Linked DNA regions of Zea mays: region 2 is linked to region 1. A link is a contact called in public Hi-C data. All regions are on one chromosome and are shown on one strand. The core of a region is the stretch at or near the end of the contact, and the rest is flanking DNA. Distances in the headings are between cores, read along the strand shown.

Evidence for each region. Hi-C and Micro-C count contacts between places; a contact is called where the count stands out from the background.
Region 2: a contact with region 1 is called in a Hi-C map of ear, with 2.4 times the contacts expected there. The contact joins the promoter of LOC100284042 here to the promoter of LOC103647392 in region 1. A contact is called at or near these places in 4 of 25 Hi-C or Micro-C datasets (ear, endosperm, leaf and 1 more).

What each region holds. Positions count from the first base shown.
Region 1 is chr2:183,262,086-183,266,342 of Zm-B73-REFERENCE-NAM-5.0, forward strand. LOC103647392 (mitogen-activated protein kinase kinase kinase NPK1) reads right to left here and starts at 2,665. Exons shown (of 17, transcript XM_008671934.4): 1 at 2,058-2,665; 2 at 1,912-1,953; 3 at 1,750-1,815; 4 at 1,564-1,674; 5 at 1,400-1,480; 6 at 1,221-1,298. The coding sequence starts at 2,465.
Region 2 is chr2:183,510,115-183,514,722 of Zm-B73-REFERENCE-NAM-5.0, forward strand. It overlaps LOC100284042, which reads left to right and starts at 3,342. Exons shown (of 5, transcript NM_001156940.2): 1 at 3,342-3,781; 2 at 3,882-4,224; 3 at 4,350-4,418. The coding sequence starts at 3,709.

The DNA of each region.
Region 1 (4,257 bases), core at 1,415-3,914:
AGCCCTTAGTTTTTTATCTTAGTGATGGATGAGGTCACAAGAGTCATGAATATCCATTTATCTATGTTTTTTTGCAAACAATGTAGTGCTAATTGATGAAAGTCGAGCAAGAGAAATAGGAAACTGGAACTGGGGGCTCTAGGGTCCAAAGGTACGAATATATAAGATGTGATTTTGGTACCACTACAAATGAGGAAGGAGATGTTAGTTTAAAAGGTCAAGTAGTTCCTGGAAAAGATATCTTTCGGTATTTAGGATCAACACTACAAAGAGATGAAGATATTGTTGAAGATGTTAGCCATAGAATCAAAATAGTGTGGATGAAGTGACGTCAAGCATCTATCGTTCTATGTGAAAAGAAGGTACCACAAAAGTTAAAAGGCAAGTTTTATACGACGTTGATTACACTTGTTTGTGTTGTATGATGTAAAATGTTGGCCTACAAAAAGACGCCATGCTCAGCAAATAAGTGTTGCAAAAATATGTATCTTGTGTTATATTTGTGACCCCAGAATGATGATAAACGTGATAGACTAGGGGTAGCACCAATTGAAGAAAAGCTTATCTAACACCGATTGAGATGGTTTGAATGTGTCCAACGGATACCTCTAGTGGCACCGGTGAGATCCTAAGATGCGATAACAATGGAAAGAGATACATTGGAAGGCTAAAATTAACATGAAAAGAGGTAGTAACATGAGATTTAAAAAGATGCGATATAACCAAAGATTTAGCCTTTAATAGAAGTGCATGAAAAACATATATCCATGTGCCATGGTTTTCATTGAGTTTCAACTCTAGTCTACTTCAACTTACATAAGATTATAAAGCTTTGTTGTTATTGTTGTTGTGTCTTAGCGTTGTCACTACAAGAATAGAAGTTATGAGCACCCGCACTTTGTTTTGTAAGCTTCAGTACAGGCCTACAGATTAGATTTTAGTCCTACAATATTCTAGAATTTTTCATGTTTGCTTCGTCTTTCACCACCTAGCACATGTTTTTATCTCTACCGTATTCAGTTGCAACTAATTTGCCAAAGGAAAAAAGAATAGATGACTCCCTGAATCTAGCCTGCATGGAACTTGCTCTTTCATTATTGATGAGACGGAATGCTCTAAGTTTCTCTTCTGACTAACCCAATCTTATTGCCCAAGTTTGCTAACTTCCATCAGTTACACTTGACCTTAAGGGCACACTAAGCGTATTATTTTGATCTTACCAACTTTGCAACTTGCTTAGATGCCCCAAAATCAGCAAGTTTGATGCACCCTTTATTATCAACAAGAATGTTTGCACCCTGAAATTTGGCAAAATTTTCAAGTTCATTAGAATAAGCATTGCAACAGAACAAACAAGGCCAAATATCTGCATTATATATTAAGACTTCAACGTGCATACCTTTATATCTCTATGTATTATTGCATTGCTATGCAGATACTCCAATCCTTGCAAAATTTGCTTAGTGTATTTCTTAATGACCTGATCAACAGATATAATGGATAAGTTACTCTCCACTATGAACTCACCAGGATTGCAAGTCACACAGATTGATGATTACTTACAGGCTCCGGGAATGAACCGAGCTTCCCCAAAAGTGACTGAATAGACCCTCCAGGAACAAATTCCAGCAAAATGTTTAGCGTGTCTTCCTCACGAACAGTCCCAAGATACCTCTTTTCGGACCAAACAGAGTAAGTCAAAAAACTTAGCAATTACCTAGTGAAAGCAAAAATTTTGCATCCACTCACAACGATGTTGGGGTGAGACAGGTTCTTGAGCAGTTTCACTTCTTCTTCGAGCTCTTTAATATGAGCCTAGCCACAAAAGGCACATCGCGTCAAACAAACTCACAAAAGCATCAAGACTCTAATTCCCTGATAGCGCAATTCTTTTATAAAAATGCTACTCACTTGGGCCTTCTCCCGTGTCGCGTTGCTCCTGCCGATCAAAACCTGTAATGAGTCACAGGAACAAGTTACTAGTCCGAATGCCACCAAAACATTAAACGGTAAAGACATAATAATAACAATAATCCCGCGCGTCGAACCCCCCTCACCTGTTTGACAGCGAGGAGCTCGCCCGAGTCCAGGTTCATCCCGAGGTAGACTTGCCCGAACGCACCGGCCCCGATGAGCTCCCCCTTCCGCCACCGGATCGGCGGGTTCTCCTCTCCGCCTGCGTCGTCGCCCCCACCTCCTCCGCTGCCGCCGCCCGACTCATCGGGCATCGGCGGTAGCATGCGGCGCGGCGGCGAGGGGTTTTTGGTGATGAGACCGAGCAGCCCCATCCCCCGCGACTTCCGGAGGCAAGAGCTGATCCGCACACCGATCCCCCCAGCCCCCGCGACGAATGGGCCCGCGGGGGCTTCCGGGGCTGCGGCGGCGGGCCGGAAGGAGATGGAGCGGCGCACCGAGTCAAACAAGTCGTGGAAGCCGGTTACGCCGCCGGCGTCGTCCCGTCGCATGGCTTGATTCTAGAGCTCCACGGGCGTCCTCGTCGTCGGGGAGCGGCGTCCAGCTGGATCGAATCGAGGAGGGGGCGAGTGGGAAATGGAGACGCCCGCTTTCGAGTGTCGGGTTTTGAAATTTCGGGGGTTTGCGGGGCGGCAGAAGGACGGGAATGCCCCTCGCGACCGTTAGCGAGGAGGGAGCATTCGAGAGTGGAGTGGTAGAGCGGTTCGGCTTTTAGCGTCGAAGTGTATGGAGTATGGACACATTGATTAATCGGGAGTGAACGCGTCAGAAATAGGTTCCAGCCTTCCAGGTAATCAAACAGTTGACACTTTAATAAGTTGATCTAAATCTACGAAGATTCACAAGGTACAACAGAAAATTTTGTTTAAATTATTGATTCAACCTTGTGTCAAAACTTTTATTTGAGGGTTCATTTGGAACGTAGAAATTTCACAAAACTATATATAAATTTTATACAGGTCTGTTTAATTTTATAGAAATAAACGTAGGAAGGCTTGCTCCAAAAAGGGCTCGACAGTTTCTTACACTCTCAAACCTCTTGGGACAGTCTATAGGTATATGTTGGGGCGTTGGATCATCTTGCCCTGTAGAGCAAGTTCCAACAGTATATAAGCATTATCTTTATAGATTCATGATGATGATGATAAATATTTATTTTTAAGTGTACCTATGTAAAGACAACTTGATTTAATTGATCTTAGAGCTCATGTCCTACCTTATTGTATATGAGCAACACTTAAAGCTATGGTGGAGAGGAGGTTTGGTTATGTTGCAAATGCTCAACTAATGCTTTAAATAACCTCATTGTATATGAGACATGTCATGGTGTTATATGGCTAGGTGGAGAAGACCAAGACACATGATTTAGCTATCATGGATCAGGTTGCGAGAGTGAAAGGCAAGCATAAGGCTCAAGAGTCGACTATGTGGTTGTTAGTACCATCAACCACGCCTAAATTGGTGATATAAGTGACATAAACCATAGTTATAGGGTTTGCAATAGTACGTCACAAGCAATTTATATCTCTCCATTACAACAATTAGCAATATTAAGTCGCAAGCACATGAAGACACGATTTAACTCATCCACACCACAAAGTTGTGTTTGTGCCCCCGCTGTTGAGGCGGGCACAAAGGTTAGAGTCCCTTTCAACCCTTATTTTTCCCAAGCAACCACAAAGATCTAGCTAAGATTTCCACTAGAACAAATGGATAATGCAAACTTCGTACACACCTTTTACAAGCATGAATCGTGGGCATCATCGGGCAACACCTAGTTGGCTAGGGTTCCAAGAACCCAAGAGTAATAGAATGAAAATCAAATCACCAATGAGTGCCATAGATGCTCAAGAGAAGGGTCTTACTTCTGGAGTTGAATCCAATGAGAAGCTTACTCCAATCTCACTGAAAAGAATTGAGATTTAAGAAAGAGTGAGAGAGAGTGGGGCGAGAGAGAGAGAGCTTTTCCCCAAAGTTGAAACAAGTGAAATGAGCCAAAAGGAGAGAATACAGGGGCACCATGTGTTCAAGGCATCTAACGATCACAATCAATCGTTGTCTCCCTCGCATTAGAAATTTTGACTTGAGGCTCAATTTTTTGAGGCGGACCGACCGATCCGGCATGGACCCACTAGGTCTCACTATTGTTGGTCACTTTTTCAATTGTTACATGGCAACAAAAACAAGGCAACACAAGTTAAAAAGTTTGAACCTTCGTCCACCTGTTATTTACTTCTCTGAAGTAATAACTTGAGAACAAAGGTTCATGGGAAGAAATGAGAA
Region 2 (4,608 bases), core at 2,092-4,591, 250 kb after region 1:
AATGCAACTGAGACAGACAAAGAGCATCTACATGGGTTCTCCCAGGACATCATATGCATGCATAAAATACAACCAATGCCCGAAGCTCGACACAATTGGTCAAGGTTGCTTTGCTATTTGTAAACTCTGTTGGCTTCTTCAAGAAGCACTTCAACTCAAAGCTCACTCCTCTAGCTTCTCTATTTGCTTTGTAACACATAATCTCGCACTAAGTACTATCTCTCACTAAGAGAAGTTTAGAGGCACTATCAACTTGCTAGGAATGAGTTACAACAATGCTAGGTACTTGGACATCTCCTTACAACCATGGAAGGGGGCTATAGCCCCAAACTAGCCGTTGTCCAAATTATGTACTTTCTGGTCTCATCAAACCAACCATTATTACAAGTTCGGTACACGGCGAACATCTGATTGTGCCTGCCATGTCAGTGACCGTTCTGTAAAGTTGTTAGATTGTTAGCACTTATTGGATCGTCCGGTGCTCCACCGGACCTCGCCACGTCAGCAGACCGTTGTGCTAAACCATGCAACTATTGGACATTATTGTTGGTCCGGTGCACACCAAAATCTGGCCCGGTGCACCATCTGCTTGAGTCGTAAAAACAACCTTTCTACGTACTTGGTCTGGTGTGCCAAAGCCATATGTGCATAAAAACAACTTCTCTACAACTTTGGTCCGGTGCACACTTAGCAGTCAGACCTTGTCCTATTTTGGCACAACTTCCTTAGGTTCACTTGGCTCTTCTCTTTGGTACTTCTATGACTTAGAAATATGTTACTTGAGTCCATCCAAATATTTTAAGCCATCCCATTGGTCATAACCCAACCTCACATTAGATTGCACCTTTTCTTTAGCCTTTTCCTGCAACTGACTCTTGGAACTCCAATTTCCAATTCTTAGACCATCTCCAGAATACTCTATATCCCACCTTCTATTTCAATCTCCACTCTATGCATAGTGCACTCTATAGTGCAAAATATTGTTTGCACGACCATATACATGCTTTGTTGGAGGCAGCATTAGCAATTCTGCTACTCAAATGAGTTCTAATATGATGGTATGATCATCAAGAACATATCCAAATGCTGGAATGACCCAACATATACTCTCTTCTTCATCCTAGCCATAGATCCATAAGCCATCTACTTGACCTTCACCTTCACTTGGTCCCTCGAAGCCCTTTCCTTGTCGTCTTCACCCTATCAGAATATCTCCAAGTCACATTACATTGAAAACCAACTTGATCAATGTCCAATTCTTTTCTTCATATCTTTCTTCCACCAAAGATCACTCAACATTTTGTGACTTCTCTTCAGCTTGATTAGTCTCTCGACCAAATGCATGTACTTTAATGTTTATAACATGACAAATGTAAATCATAGTCATAAACACTTTCTTGCACTTGATATCAAGTTGAAAAGATTATTATGATATTTTACACTTGATATCACTTGGTGTTGGGTAAGACAAGAATTTGGGATAAAATTTAGACTTTAGAACCTATATTAAAGCAGTAGCTTTGAGCTCTGGCTCTCCAAGAAATCCGATTCTCGAGATCAGGACACCCACCATGCATAATGTCTTCGTGAACCGCTCATGCGATGCTAGGTGAATCACGAACCCTGTGTTAGGAAATTGAGGAACTTTAGGTCATGTGACGTGAGACCATGTAATGTAACTAGCTTATATCACGTACCCTATGTCAAAAGATGGATGAATTGGTTGAGTCTCTTGATGAACACGCTCATGATGGTGAACACTACAACACATGACGACGCGGAATTAGGACATTGACCAACGATGGCACGATGACATCGATTTATTTCTTAGATCTACACCGATTTGTTTCTCAACCTAAGTTATATGGTATGTGATATACTTAGTGCATACTTGATACTTGGGGCTGGGGCCAATATCTTCGGGGGCTAGGGCGACTGCTCCCTTGCCCCTCAATAGGGTCAACCATGTGTATGGTAAACAATAATTTTAACGTGCACATGCAAATATAGGAATGAAAGGAATTATATGCCAACTAACTTTGCAAGATACTAAGTCTAGTTACCTAACATGGGTAGGGAAATTTGGGTCCATAAATTCTACTAACCCACTTGACAATGACATGATCCAATGCGAGTCTCTACAATTCCCAAACTACGGGACTTCTCACTCCCCCTTTGAGATCCAAACTAAATAGATCAAAGATGCCCGAGAGGGAGAGTGAATTGCGTTTTTAATTTTATTGTTGTTGGAACCTGCCCTTCACGACAGGTTGATCCAACGGGAATTTAGGGAGAGAGTTTGCAAAGCTTAACACAGATGTCAAAAACCTTGTTCATCTCCCTGTACATGGGCACAATACAGGGGTATTTATAGGTACTCGAGGGGCCACTTGTCCCTGTCAAAGACATTTTAGACCCTCGAGTACCTGGTTTATCCCCGAAATATTCCCACGAGAGGAGGTTACAGACAGTCATTACGATAAACTTTATTACAGACACGACCCTAATCGCACATGCCCATGCGGGGCCCAACTCTGTGGGCCGAACCGCACATAGGCCTCTCTCTGTGGCGAGGGAGTGGGAGGTCCCGTAGACTTCGACGGGGCCTTCGTCTTGTCACGTGAGAGCGAAGGGGGTCGAACCGGCCTTCATCCGGTAGCGCCCTTGGCCTGTCCTAGCGGGTTTTTGTGGATCCAGCCTTCGCCTGCGCAAGGCAGGGACGAAGTCGTCGAGCGAAGGGTGGCGTGTTCGCCTTTGTCCCAACAATTACACAAATTAAAACTAATAACAAATTAAAACTAATAACAAGCCCAACTTTACCCCTTGCGCCTAGAAGTGTATTTTATCTATTGACCAAAGATTTGCACCCCAAGTTCCAATATTATACTAGCATTGAAAAATCTAGTAAAGTAAATACTTGAATATACTTGCTCAAGTGAAATGCTTGACGTAAAGAAAGGATTAGGAATGTTATAAAAATAGAATGTACTATAAAAATATATGATGCGAGTAATCTAATACCACAAGTATTAGTATTTTTTTATCTATACTTGGTTAAAGTTAAATTTCTTTAATTCCTCGAAATACAAGATGAATACTTGTTTTAGGATGGAGGGGATATTTTTATTTTGACAATCTCGACTATGAATGCATCTCTATGTTTTGTTAAGAGATAAAATTAAAATGACAGTTATTTTCGAATAAACCTTAAATTTTAGAGTATTGGAAGAGAATACGGCAACCTGCTGCAGTCGCCGCAGCTTAAAAGCTGCCGCGAGCAGCCAAAACTATTCACCGACATTTCGGCGCAGAAAAAGGATGCCACCCAACACCCATCAATCAAATTCTCGAAGATAACGACCAAGAGATTAAAAAAGTATCTTCATGGGTTCGCTCTCACAGCCCACGCAGGAGGCACCGAACATTCTAGCCCTCTGTGGTGTCAACGGCAAGGCAAAGCGAAGCCATCAAGTTCGCCGTCCAAACCAGCAGCAGCCTCCATCGGACGGCAGAGAGCAGCCGCTCGCCACTTGGATTCAAACGCCCCGTCACTCTAATCGCGTAGAAACTACCAAATTACCCCTAGCCCCCTCCCTCAGTCTCCCTGCAGCTGCTCCGTCGGAACGGACAACCGCGGCCATCCCCCAGCCCCCCCTCTTGCTGCACACTCGCACTGCTAGGGTTCGCTCGCAATCCAGCCTCTACGCCATGGCGAAGACAAAGCAAGGGAAGCGGGACGTCGACGCCTACACCATCAAGGGCACCAACAAGGTGGTCCGAGGTAAGCCCTTGCCCGGCCGTGCTCTTGGTCGACGCCGTCGCGTGCTCTGGTCTAAGGTTTGAGCTTTGACGGCTCTGGCTGCTGTGCGTGAACCGTGAAGTGGGGGACTGCGTGCTGATGCGGCCGGCGGACACGGACAAGCCGCCGTACGTGGCGCGGGTGGAGCGGATGGAGTCGGACGGGCGCGGCGGCGTGCGGGTGAGGGTGCGCTGGTACTACCGCCCGGAGGAGGCCAAGGGCGGCCGCCGCCCGTTCCACGGCTCCAAGGAGCTCTTCCTCTCCGACCACTTGGACACGCAGAGCGCGCACACCATTGAGGGCAAGTGCATCGTTCACTCCTTCAAGAGCTACACCAAGCTCGACAACGTCGGCCCGGAGGACTTCTACTGCCGATTTGACTACAAGGCCGCCACCGGTGCATTCACCCCCGACCGTGTCGCCGTGTAACGAGCTCTTCCTTTTCTTTAGCCTTTTCTTTTTGTCATGTGGTGCTCATTAGTTCGTATTGTCTCTTTGCTTCTGATGTAATGTGGGATTGCTTGTCTTATGGCATCGTTTGTATGTGAAGGTATTGCAAGTGTGAGATGCCGTACAACCCAGACGACCTCATGGTGCAGTGTGAAGGCTGCAAGGACTGGTAAAATCCTGTAAAAATTTCACATTTTCTCCCAATAATGCATGCTTTGAAAGGGATATATTTTGTAAATCACTGTGAAATAGCTCCACATCCCCCTCTCTCAACAATGCATGTCTTGAAATGGTGCATATGTGGTGGTTATATGTTCCGCCTTTTGTGGAGATGTTGTATTTTTCTGCTCTCTGGCTCT